Regions from separate parts of the Mus musculus genome. Here all the other regions are linked to region 2. Evidence: chromatin contacts called from public HiCAR-type and promoter capture Hi-C data. All regions are on one chromosome and are shown on one strand. Each heading gives the region's core, a stretch centred on a gene start, on an enhancer-like site or on the middle of the called end of the contact. The rest is flanking DNA. Distances are from core to core; before and after follow the strand shown.

Region 1 (3,689 bases), core at 1,016-3,515, 1.2 Mb after region 2:
GAAGAACTGGGTTTCAGAGTCTGCTCACATTCGAATGGAGAGAAAGCTGAGCAGGTAAGAGACTTGCTGCTCTAGTAGAGGACCCAAGTTTGGCAGCCATATTTGGTGACTCATGTGCATATACTCACACAGAAACATACACATTCATATCATTTAAAATTGTTTGTTTGTTTGTTTGTTTTTGGAGACAGGGTTTTTCTGTGTAGCCCTGGCTGGCCTGGACTCACTCTGTAGACCAGGATGACCTCAAACTCAGAAATCTGCCTGCCTATACCACCCAAGAAGCTGGGATTAAAGATGTCCCACCACACCCACCTAATTCAAAATGATTTTAAGGGCTTGAGAGTTGACTCAGAGGTTAATAGCATGGGCTCAATTCCCAACAACTACACGGCAGCTCACAGCGCCCTTGAACTCCATTTCTAGGAAGACGACATGCTTTCCTCTGACTTTTGTGGACACTAGACATACACATGAAATAAAAAATAAAAATAAACCTCCAAATCTTTTAAATAATTTTTAAAGCCTTTCACTAGCTAGAGGCTATCACATAGGTGCTACTCTAGAACAGACTCCTAGTGTCTTCTGGCTTGTTTCATGTTATTAATTTTCCTTGTCACAAAAGACACGAATTAGAAATTATCTGGGCTCGACAGAGCTAAGTATTTGCTCCCAAATATTTTACTCTGAGAAACCATAAAAATCACTCTTGGGAATTCTAGAAAGTGGGCTTCCTCTGCAGCCTCTGTGTGTCACTCTCTAGGTAAAGGTTCACAACAAAGGAGAGCATCCTACCATCTTCACAAGGTAGTGGACCATAGCGTGTAAGTGTCGGGTGGAAGTCCCACTCCCAATCACAAAGTAGTCTGTGTATCTCATTTCTGGAGGAACCTGGATCACACAAATGTCTCTTGCATTTTCTTGCCTCAGAAGTGAAACCAGCATATCGATGTCAAACTTGGCACCAATGTGATCTGAAAATGCAGAAACGCTTGTGTCAGATGGCTGAGGAGAATACAGACCTACATTTGTCTACAGAAGCAGACTGACACGAAGTCTCCTGGAGACAGTGGAACTGCTCCCCCTACAAGTGTATTTATATCTAAAATGCTTTGGTGAACACTAGGCAGGAGGATCCCAGGTTCAATGTTAGGCTGAGCAACTCAGAAAGACAAGGTCTAAAGATTTTTTATTTTTAAACTAAAAGACTGAAGGTGTGCTTCAGTGGTGGCATGTACGTGGCCCTGGGTCCAACCCCTAATACCATCTCCATTCAAGACAAACTAAACCAACCAACCAAAAACCAGCTTAAAACTGAACCCGGACAACAGTTCCCTAAAGCACTGCTCAGCTTTCCTAGGTAGAAGGTTCAGATTACGGACACTGGATACTGCGATTACCAAACGGAAGCAGAAGCAAATGTCTTTCTATTTACTAGTACTGAAAGGAACAACACTCCACAAATGCAGAGATGCTACACAACAACCAGCGGCATGATTTGAGGGAGAGGACAATATCCTAGGGCACACGTTAAATCGAATCGCAGATTAAAAAGGTTACTTAACTATACTGTATGGTAGGCGGGTTCTCAAGACAATACCTGGTCCACAGCCTTCAACAGATATGAAGAAACGAGGCTGCTAGGACTAGTGCTACTAAGACCAACCAGTCCACCTGCTACGACCCTGGGCAGATCGTGAGACGGGGTGGATCCTGGGCTGTGAAGCCAAGAGCCGGATGTTGCCCGCTCTATGACTGGAATTTTGACGACAACACGCTACCTTAGCCTCCCTCTAGGACTCTCGGGTACGCAAAGCAAAGTTGGTGCCGACCACCTCCCAAATCCCTTCCAGCTCTGCGTCTGCGCGAATGGCTATTTCTCTTGCCCCCGAAGCGCACAGGAAAGCCCAGGGCCGCCTGGGTCAGGCCGGGCCACCAGGTGTCCTGCCCGCGTACCTGCGGGTCCGGGCTGCAGGCGAGCGTCGCCAGCGGTCCGCTCCTCGGGCTGAGGCCCATGGTGCAGGCCGCGCGTTAGGCTCGGGGTCAGGCAGGTCGCGGGCCTCGCGGGAAGCCATCGCTCTGCCAGCCGCGGAAGCCAGGGAACCGAAGCCATTGCGGGGCCGGCTCTCTGGAAGACCGCCCTGCGCCACAGCAGCGGCCATAAACGCCGCGCGGGCGACCAGCCCGGACCCATAGCTCTCGCCGCGACTTCTCTGGGGGGAGGTGGTGGAGCTTCCGGGCGGCTCCGGGATTCTACGTCACGAAGTGGGCGGGTCTGTAACCGGAAACGGTGATTTAGACGGATTGCCTGGGGAGTAGTTTAAGGAATGAGGAGGACCGTGTGGATGGTGGTGGCTTACGCTTTTACTTTCCGCACTTGGTAGGCCGAGGCAGATCTCTGAATTCAAGGCCAGCCTATTCTACAAAGTGAGTTCCAGGACACCCAGGGATACACAGACAAACCTTGTCTCTCTTTTTTAAAAAAAAGAAAGGAAAGGAAGGAAAAGGAAAAAAAAAAGTGAGCCCAGATAATCTTTATGGGGCTGGAGAAGATGGCTCTATGGTTAAGAGCACTATCTGCTCTTTCAGAGGTCCTGAGAATTGATTCCCAGCAACCACATGGTGGCTCACAACCACCTATAATAGGATCTGATGCCCTCTTCTGTCTTGTAGGCATACATAAATAAATACATCTTAAAAGGAATTAAAGGGTTCCTACCTCTCTCTCTCTCTTTCCTCTTCTTCTTTCTCCTTTCCTTTTCTCCTTCCCTCCCACTTTCTCCAGCCCCTTCAAACCCTCTCTAGCTCTCTCCTTTCTGTTTTTCCTCTCCCCCAAATATGCAGAAATTAACCCTGTCAGATAGGAATTAAGTATTTTTAGCCATTTCCCACTGTCCAAAAAACAAAAAAGCAAACAAACAAAAAACCCTAAATTCAAGAACTAGAAAGATGGCTGAGCAGTCAAAAGTACAGACTGAATTTAATTTCAATGGTATTAAATGCCCTCTTCAGATGAAGTGCACAAACATATTGTACAGACATATAAGTAGGCAAAACACCTGAACACATAAAATTAAAAACACAAAACAAAAATGAATCATACAAAAAAGAAGAAAAAAGTTTGAATGGCGGCATCAGGTATGGTTGATTGCTTTCAAATGAAAGATATGGGTCATTAAATGAAAATCTCAGTGCTGGGTTTGGGATACTATCATCCCTACATTATTGGTCAGGGCAGCTATGGGCCCACCTAAAAACAAGTGAGGCTATTTTGGTTGTCTCCCACAACTAGATGGTAAGACCATACATATTGGTGAAGACAACACTCCTTGTTTTCAAGCTGAAACTAATCTAAAACCTTCTTACCTGCTGCCCAGCTTTCATGGAGTCAGGAGGTGGCATGCAGGTCACTGGGGGAGAAAAGCCATCAGTGGACTTACCCTGAGTGATAATTCCAATGCCAGGCCAGATGCGCCCACTGAGTCAATAGTGCATGAGTTATGGGGTTAGCCAGCCAACCACCTTCTGATTAGATCTGAGCCCTGCCTCACAGGAGGGAATCCATGCCTAGCACTGTAACTCCGGTCAAAACAAAAAACCATGAACACCTATGCGCATAAAGATAGCACTAATTAAACTCAGTGGGCTATACAGAGAAAGGACATGAAGGAGGTGTTATAGCTTGCTAA
Region 2 (3,696 bases), core at 344-2,843:
CATACAGGCCCTGGGCAAGGAGAAAACAGGAAACTCCTGCTGATCTCAGGATGAGATTCTACAGATTTGGATGCATCTTGACCTCACTCACTCACACGGGCAAAGCAGGGGACCAGACGAACAGCTCTAGCAATTTCTATTTACTCCCTCATCCAATACCCACCTCCTATGCCTTCCTTGTGCACATCAGTTACAAGTGAGGAGCTAGCTGAACAGAACTGGGGCCTTCAGTATAAGCATTGCCTGGACCAGCTTTGAGGATGACCTTAAGCTAACCGGCCAGGTCAAAAGGCGATGGACACCAAAAATCTTCATCCCCTTACATGGCTTAAGTTGCTAGAAAAGAAAGCTTGAACCGGGATAACTTATGAAGTCCACCCCACAATCTCCATCTGCCCCGTCTGAGGAACAAACGCGACAGTTCATTTCTCTAAAAGATTTTTTTTTTATTATATACATGTGTGTGTCAGGGGATAACTGAAGGGTACCCTGTATGAATCAGTTCTTCCACTGTGTGGGCTCTGGGACCCAATCAGATGGTCAGACTTGGCGCCAGGCACCTTTGCATGCTATGCTGGCCATCTCATTTAATCCAAGCATAATTTACTGAGTATCTACTATGCAGTAAGTTTCAAGTTTGGAGCCGGACACTGTCAATAAAGCAGACAAAAGTTACTGTCCTCTGAGACATGAAGATTTAGGGAAGACGTTTGTATTCTACATATAGTAGAGTGGTGGCTGTTGGAGCACAGGAGAATCATAGAGTATGGAAGGAGCTACAGAGGGTAGTAGTGTGGATAGTTAGGAGAGGTTTGACGTGAGGGGACCAAAAGAGACTCCACCCTTTTAGCAGCCTCCCAGGCTCCTCCCCACTGGGGCAGCCACAAAGTGCGGCTACTCTCTGAGTGTGTAAATCCGGGGCTTGGAGGTGGGGGTGCAGAAGGAGAATTCTCTTTTTCTATTTATTGCACGGGAAAGAACATCCTATAAAAATTGACTCAGAGGGTGCAACGTTCTGCTTCAATCCTCTCCCTCAGTTTACCAAGCGCCTGTAGGCTTGATTCTGCCTTCAGAGAGCTTACCTCTCTGATTAAGCTACTCAACACCAAGCTCCAAGCCCCAAACAAGTGCAAGGGTTGCCAAGGCCAAGGTGGGAGTTTCCTGGACACTGCAAAGCCACGCTGACAGCTCACACCCTCTTAGTGCCTGGACAGGCTCTGGAGAACCAGGGGCATAGAGAAGGGGAGGTGGGTGGGATGAGGGAACTGTAGCCAGTAGGCCACAGTCTCGTCCCCATCTTCCTCCTGTGGAGCAGATGGAGAGCCAGAGACTGACCCGGACGGTTGGCAGTTCCGGAAGGAAGACAGGCAGTGTCTGGTTAGAAGTAGTCTCTGGTGCTGCCTGGATCTCCTAGACCAGCTAGCGCCTTTAACTCTGCTGCCAGGTCCCCCAGCTCCCGGGTTCAGCCCCGCCCCCGGCGCCATCCCTTAGCTTGTGGACCGGCTGAGGCATCCAGGGGCAGGACGGAGCAAAGGTCCAGGCCCTCCCTCCTCTTCTCTGTGGGTGTCCGGGAACGCGCGCGTGCGCGTGAAAGAACGGAGCGTGCAGGACGGAGAGGCGGCGCGCGGGTAAGTGGCGGCGGGCGCGAGCTGCGGGTTCCGCTTGGGCTCCTCTTCCCTCCGCCCGCATTGTGTCCTGGCCTGGGGCAAATTGTCGGCTCCCCTTTGCCCCGGAAGATCCCCTTACATCTCCCAGAGGCGGGCGATTGGGGTAGTGATCTCCTTTTTTCTCCCCACCTTCCAGTAGGAGCAGCTGCTCCTTCTTACCCATAGTCTCATTCTCGCCCTGTCTCCATTCCATCCTTGCCCCTTCCACCATGATCACCACCACTCCTGTGGTCCTGGGATGTGGCAAGTGCAGCTGGTGTTCTCTGGCACCCCATCTCACCATGCCTTCACCATATCCCATGCATCCATCCTTTGTCTTCTAATCTCTCTCCTGTGTCGGTGTCAGAAGGATCCAGTGTGTGCATGAGTGCATGTGCAGGAAGATCACAGGCTGGCATGGGTCCTGCCTGACCTGGGGTAACTGACTGAACCTCTTCACTGTGAGGCCTTTTGCCTGGAGTGGCCGTTTGGGGAGGGGTTCTTCCCACTTGCACCCCTCAGGGAAAGACACCAGGCAGCTTCCAGGCTTTGCTGAAGCCTGAACAAAACAGCCAGCCACTCACTGGGAGTCTGAATGGGACTTGGAGAGAGGAGTCAGGGAGGATGCTCCAGGACAGCTGGGCCCAGGTGACAGTCAACCCGTAGGCAGAGTTGGGAGTGGAAGGAAAAGATCTGAGCTGTTGGAGGAACAGAATCTAGATATGCAATAACAATGAATTCTCTTCAACATGCATCACCTAGGAGTGCTTCTTGTAAGAAAGGCTGGACCCCTGATCAGAGAGAGCAGCAACCTAGACTGCCTGCCCACATCCCTGGACTCCAGGATGGCCTGCCTCCTGAGGAAGCTGTATATTGGCCACAGGGTGTTCTTGTTCTTTTTGAACTCTGGAGTCCTTGGAGAGGTCTCCTCTTTATACATAGGAATCTTCTCGTTTCTTTTTGAGATCCAGTCCTGGGAGCCTGGTCTGCCCTTGAACACTCTGATCCTGGGGCTTCTCCCATGGCCAAGTGGTAGGATTACAGGAAAGCTCTGCCAATCCCCATAACTGTGTTTACCTTTGAAAATTAATTAAAACATTTTTTTAAAGATATTATCTGTCTGTGAGGGCCAGCCTGGTCTTGGATTTGTAATTCTCCTGCCTCAACCTCTCTAGCCCTGAGTACCCAGATTACAAGCTGTGCCACCATATCTGTCTCCCTCTGATCGTAACCTCTGTCCCACTCTCCTCTGCTCCTCCTCAAAGCCTTGGCTGCCTGCTTCGGTCTGCCCTGCCAGGCTCAGGCCTATCCTCTGACCACCCTTTGTTCCTTTCACACACTATTGGTGGAAAGATACATTTTCCAAGGCAATGGCTTTGTCTCTACCATAACTGAAATTGGCCTGTCCTGACACACTGTCATTACCAAATGAATCAAATGCATCTAAATTAAAAAAGAAAACATTAACTAGGGGTCAGCAGAGCAGGGTGGTCCGAAGCACCTGCTCTGGAGTCAAGGTGGTCTTTTTGGCTCAGTATGAATTCTGTTGGTGGACATTCAAGGTCCCCAAGTCAAAGCTACTGGGATCTGGACCTGCTGGGTTTTCTTGCTCCTTGCAGCAAGAGGGATGTAGTTTGTCTGTGATTTCAGAGGGAGTTCTTTGCTCTAGACTAGAGGCTGACTTTAAGTGGGGAAAAATTCTGATTGCAACTCTTCACAATTCATTGCTACTCGGAAAGCCTGGCAGAGTTAGGCTGTGGCTGGGGTTGGCCAAGCAGCAGTCAGTCACTAGATAAACTGGGAGGATGGTGGTATTGGCCCCTTCATGGCTTGGAGAGCATTAGTGCTTGATTTCTGGTTGATCACGGTGACAGAGTGGTCTTGTTTTTTGCCGTGGTTTGTGACCACAGGGCCCTTACTTCATGTGGATGTCCTGTGTCCCTGTTCATGTTCAGTAGGGGAATTCGAGTTCAGCTCGAAGCAACACCAGGCTGGCCTCTGATGTGTCTGTTTCTCAAGGTCTTGGGAAAATTACTTAATGTGTTTCAAC
Region 3 (3,636 bases), core at 743-3,242, 1.0 Mb after region 2:
GGGACCCCCTAACCGCTTCCTCATCTTAAGGAAAAAGGATCGTTCGTCTGACCCTCCCGAGGCTCGGACCCTTTGGAAACTCGCCGTGCCCATCGCGCCTGGCGCCGGCTGCAGCGGCTGGACGCTCTCCACCCCCTCCCCGGCTCCGGCTCCGGCTCCAGCTCGGGGTCCCTCCTCGCCCAATCTCGCTTCCCCTCCCCCTCTCGCTTTTTTTTTTTTTTTTTTTTTTTCTCTTTCCTCCGAAACCCACTCTAATTGAGGCGCTGGGATTCCTCACGTGAGACGTTGATTTGTAGTTTGAACACGTGGCTCATTCAAAAAGCCGGACACTCGGAGCGGCTGCCCCCGCCCCGCTCCCCTCGCCGCTGCCAGTCACCCCTCGGGGTTTTTTTTTTTTACGGGGAGGCGGCGCCTGCCCCACGTAGTGTGATATTTTCACAGCCCGCTGGCCGCTGCCAAAGGGGTTGGGGAGGAAGAGACAAAAAGTAGTTTCCCCCCGCGCCTCCTCCTTTCTCTCGCTAATCCCGCCTCCTCCCCAGAGTTAGGAAGACTCGACGCTGGGCTCGTCGCTAGGCTTTTTCTTTCTCTCTTTTTTTTAATACCCAGAAGAGGAAAAAGGACCCTGGGATCTGGTTTTCGCCCGCCGCTCCCGTGCTTGGGTCACTGTGTGGGTTTGAAAGCCAAGAGGAGAGGAACAAAATCCACCGGCTCCATCCTCCGCCGTGGGTGCTTTTTTTAATTTAGCATTTTCCTCGGGTTTTAAAACGACCCCTTTTCACAATGAACAAATTGTACATCGGGAACCTCAGCGACCACGCCGGCCCCGCGGACCTGGAAAGTGTCTTCAAGGACGCTAAGATCCCGGTGGCGGGCCCCTTCCTGGTGAAGACGGGCTACGCGTTCGTGGACTGCCCGGACGAGGGCTGGGCCCTCAAGGCCATCGAGGCGCTTTCAGGTGGGGCCCGCGCGCGTGGTCGGGGCCTCCCCGTCTCCGCAGCTGCCATCCGGGACCCCGCTTGCGGGGCGGGTGGGGGTGGGGAGGGGGACGCGCTGTCAGTCGCGGGGCGCGGCGCGGCGCGTGCTGCAGGCCGGGCCAGGCGGGCCTTGGGGCCCAGCGTGGACGCCCGCCGGGCCCTCTGTCTGGTCGCTGTCCCCCAGCCGTAGAGAACAGAAAGTGGCCTGAGCCTACGCCCGGGGGGAGGCCGCGTCCAGGCGGTCCCGCTCCACGCCGCCGCGTCCACCTCGCGGGGTCGTTAGAGCGAAAGGGGCAGGTGGGCGGCGGCGGCCGGCTGTTGCCAGAACGGCAGCCCTGCCACGCGCGGCGCCGCAGTCCCGGCCCGTGCGCGCAGCCGCGGCCCGGGTGTCTGAGTGCGCTCTGCCTGGATGCCCGAGGGGAGAGCAGCTGTCCGTGCCTTTCGGTTTCCACCGTCCCCAGCTGGACTCGAGGCCGGCGCCTTGATGGGTCAGCGCGCGTGGACCAGCACCCCGGCCGCCCAATCTCCTCCTGGCACCCTGGCTCTTTAATCCCATCGCCCAGTGCTCCAGGCCAACCTGGATGTGGACCAGAAAGAAGGCCGCGCGCCCCCATGGCAGGCTGTTTGTTGGGGGTGTGTCTCTTGCAGACCTTGGGGTGCGGGGTGGCCCTTGGAGGGGGTCAGGAGGCGAAAATTGCAACCCAAGTGGTGAGCCTGACTCTTGCTCTCCCTCCCCAGCTTTCTGCAAGTTAAAAAGCCACACCCACCCGAAGGGTCAGCTCTGCACCCTCTCCTTGCCCTGCTCCTCCCTTGTCCTTGAGTCGGGTGGGAATCTTGGGGCCCTGCTGAGGTCACTGAAGCAGGGTGTGTTTTCTCTTAAAGACTGTAGATTTCAAGGTGGGGAAAGCTGCTGAATTTAGCCCGTCGTCTTGCCTCTTGTGTGTTCACAGGTAAAATGGAACTACATGGGAAACCGATGGAAGTTGAGCACTCGGTCCCTAAACGGCAGAGGTGAGCGGATTTACCCTTTTCTGGCCGCTTTTTAGGGAGGAAGCACAGAACACAGATGCAAACTCGGACCCTTTGGCTTACACGCTGGGGCCACGGTTCAGCTAGCTCTTTTTCTGCTTGCCTTTAAGTTTATGGCAGGTGTGTGTGCGCGCGCGTTGATAATTCTGGGACGTAAATGGGGGCTTGCCTGCGGCCCCTGCTTCTGGGTTATTGTTGCTGTTTTAAAAGCCTGTCAAGGAAGCTCTCACAGCTACATGTTCTTGGCAGAGCAGGTTTAGGTCTCAACTGGCAGCCCGAGTTTCAAAAGCCAATAGTCTTTGGGAACCTACGGGATTTAGAAGACAGGTCCAGGACAGATGTGGAGAAGCTGGTCCGCCGTGGTGGGCGCTTCTAATACAGGAGGAGGAACACAGTTGCTTTTGCCCTGGTTCACTGGCCAGCCAGCGGCCATTGGAACACAGTGAATGCTGGGGTCCTGGGGCCTTTCAAACACTCCAAAGTTGTTTTTTTTTTTTTGTTGTTGTTGTTTTTTTTTTTCCTAACAGTGCCTTTGTTCCAGCTCCTCCTGTCCCTTGGTGTATTTTGCTTACAAATAATCACCAAGAGACGGTGAAGGCTGGGGGAATCTGCAACTTCACTGAGATTTCTCTTCTATGAGAGCATCTGTAGCTGTCACTTTACAAAATATTTGCAGGCTATTTTAGCTACTGAAGCTTTTTGGAGAAGCGCCCCCCTTCCCCTCCCTCCCTGCCCTCCCCCCCCCCCCCCCCCCCCCCGACTCTGTAACTCTTAACTGGAAAGACTGAGGTTAGCCTGCTGGGTTTTGCAAGGTGGGGTTAGGGTTTCTGGCTGGCTTTTCAGTCTTCCCCCATTCCTAACCTGGAGCAAACAATAAGCCTGAAGTTAATTCAAACCAGGGCTGTGTGTATCTGGTTAAGTGTTTCTGAGAGTGTGCTCTGGGGGACAGAGGGATTTGCCCTGCAGAGACAGAGGGCAAGAATGCTGTGTGACTGTTTTGAATGAAGCTCTCTTCCACATGAATCACTTCACACTCCTCGTTTTAGAAATAAACTAGTGTGGATACTTGTAGGTTCCTTTTTAAGTCCTTGTTTAATTTCGCCTAAGATAATTGGAAAGATATTTGTGTAACCAGATTTAGGTCTATTTTGATAAGGGTCAAGTTATTTCATATAGTAGAATGTAGTCTTTTATTATTTTTGTTTACTCTTCTAAAGTAGATGTGGATAAAAAGTATCAAACTGATCTTGGTTTCATAGGAATTTAAACAATTGAGGCACAACTCATTTGCCCTTAAGAAGTTTAGAGACCTAGCCTGTGAATCAGCCATTTTGGAAAAACGAACCTTATTGCACACATGCTAGTTGGTTTCATGTTTATCCAGTGTGTCTTAGTGCTTGTCCCTCCGGCCCCCTTCCCGTCACTCCCCTCTCCCCCCCAATCTTTCAAGGGGTTGGTTTATGCAGGCGAGCACTCTACCACTTGAGGCACACCCTTAGCTCTTGGTTTTTAAATCCACTGTAGAATTAAAAGTAAGCAATACAACAAAACGAAGAGCTGGTGTTGTACCCTATTAGTAGAATGATTGCCTAGCATGCCAGAGGCCTTCCACTCCAGAATCCTTGGGCAGGGC

The links. Promoter capture Hi-C pulls out the DNA fragments that hold promoters and counts their contacts. HiCAR-type assays count read pairs that join an accessible place to other places.
Region 1: a contact with region 2 is called in a HiCAR-type map of astrocytes, with 4 times the contacts expected there. The contact joins the promoter of Malsu1 here to the promoter of Gsdme in region 2. A contact is called at or near these places in 1 of 39 promoter capture datasets (hippocampal neurons) and 2 of 115 datasets of contacts at active chromatin or transcription factors (astrocytes and pancreatic cancer cells).
Region 3: a promoter capture Hi-C map of pre-B cells shows a contact between it and region 2, with 2.7 times the contacts expected there. The contact joins the promoter of D030074P21Rik here to the promoter of Gsdme in region 2. A contact is called at or near these places in 3 of 39 promoter capture datasets (the 3T3-L1 cell line, cranial neural crest and pre-B cells) and 1 of 115 datasets of contacts at active chromatin or transcription factors (pancreatic cancer cells).

What each region holds. Positions count from the first base shown.
Region 1 is chr6:49,072,371-49,076,059 of GRCm38.p6, reverse strand. Malsu1 (mitochondrial assembly of ribosomal large subunit 1) reads right to left here and starts at 2,265. Exons shown (of 4, transcript NM_029353.1): 1 at 1,957-2,265; 2 at 796-974. The coding sequence starts at 2,194.
Region 2 is chr6:50,259,666-50,263,361 of GRCm38.p6, reverse strand. It overlaps Gsdme (gasdermin E), which reads left to right and starts at 1,593. Exons shown (of 10, transcript NM_018769.4): 1 at 1,593-1,628.
Region 3 is chr6:49,211,616-49,215,251 of GRCm38.p6, reverse strand. D030074P21Rik (a long non-coding RNA gene) reads left to right here and starts at 1,992. Exons shown (of 2, transcript XR_869057.2): 1 at 1,992-3,636. It overlaps Igf2bp3 (insulin-like growth factor 2 mRNA binding protein 3), which reads left to right and starts at 298. Exons shown (of 15, transcript NM_023670.3): 1 at 298-955; 2 at 1,925-1,985. The coding sequence starts at 781.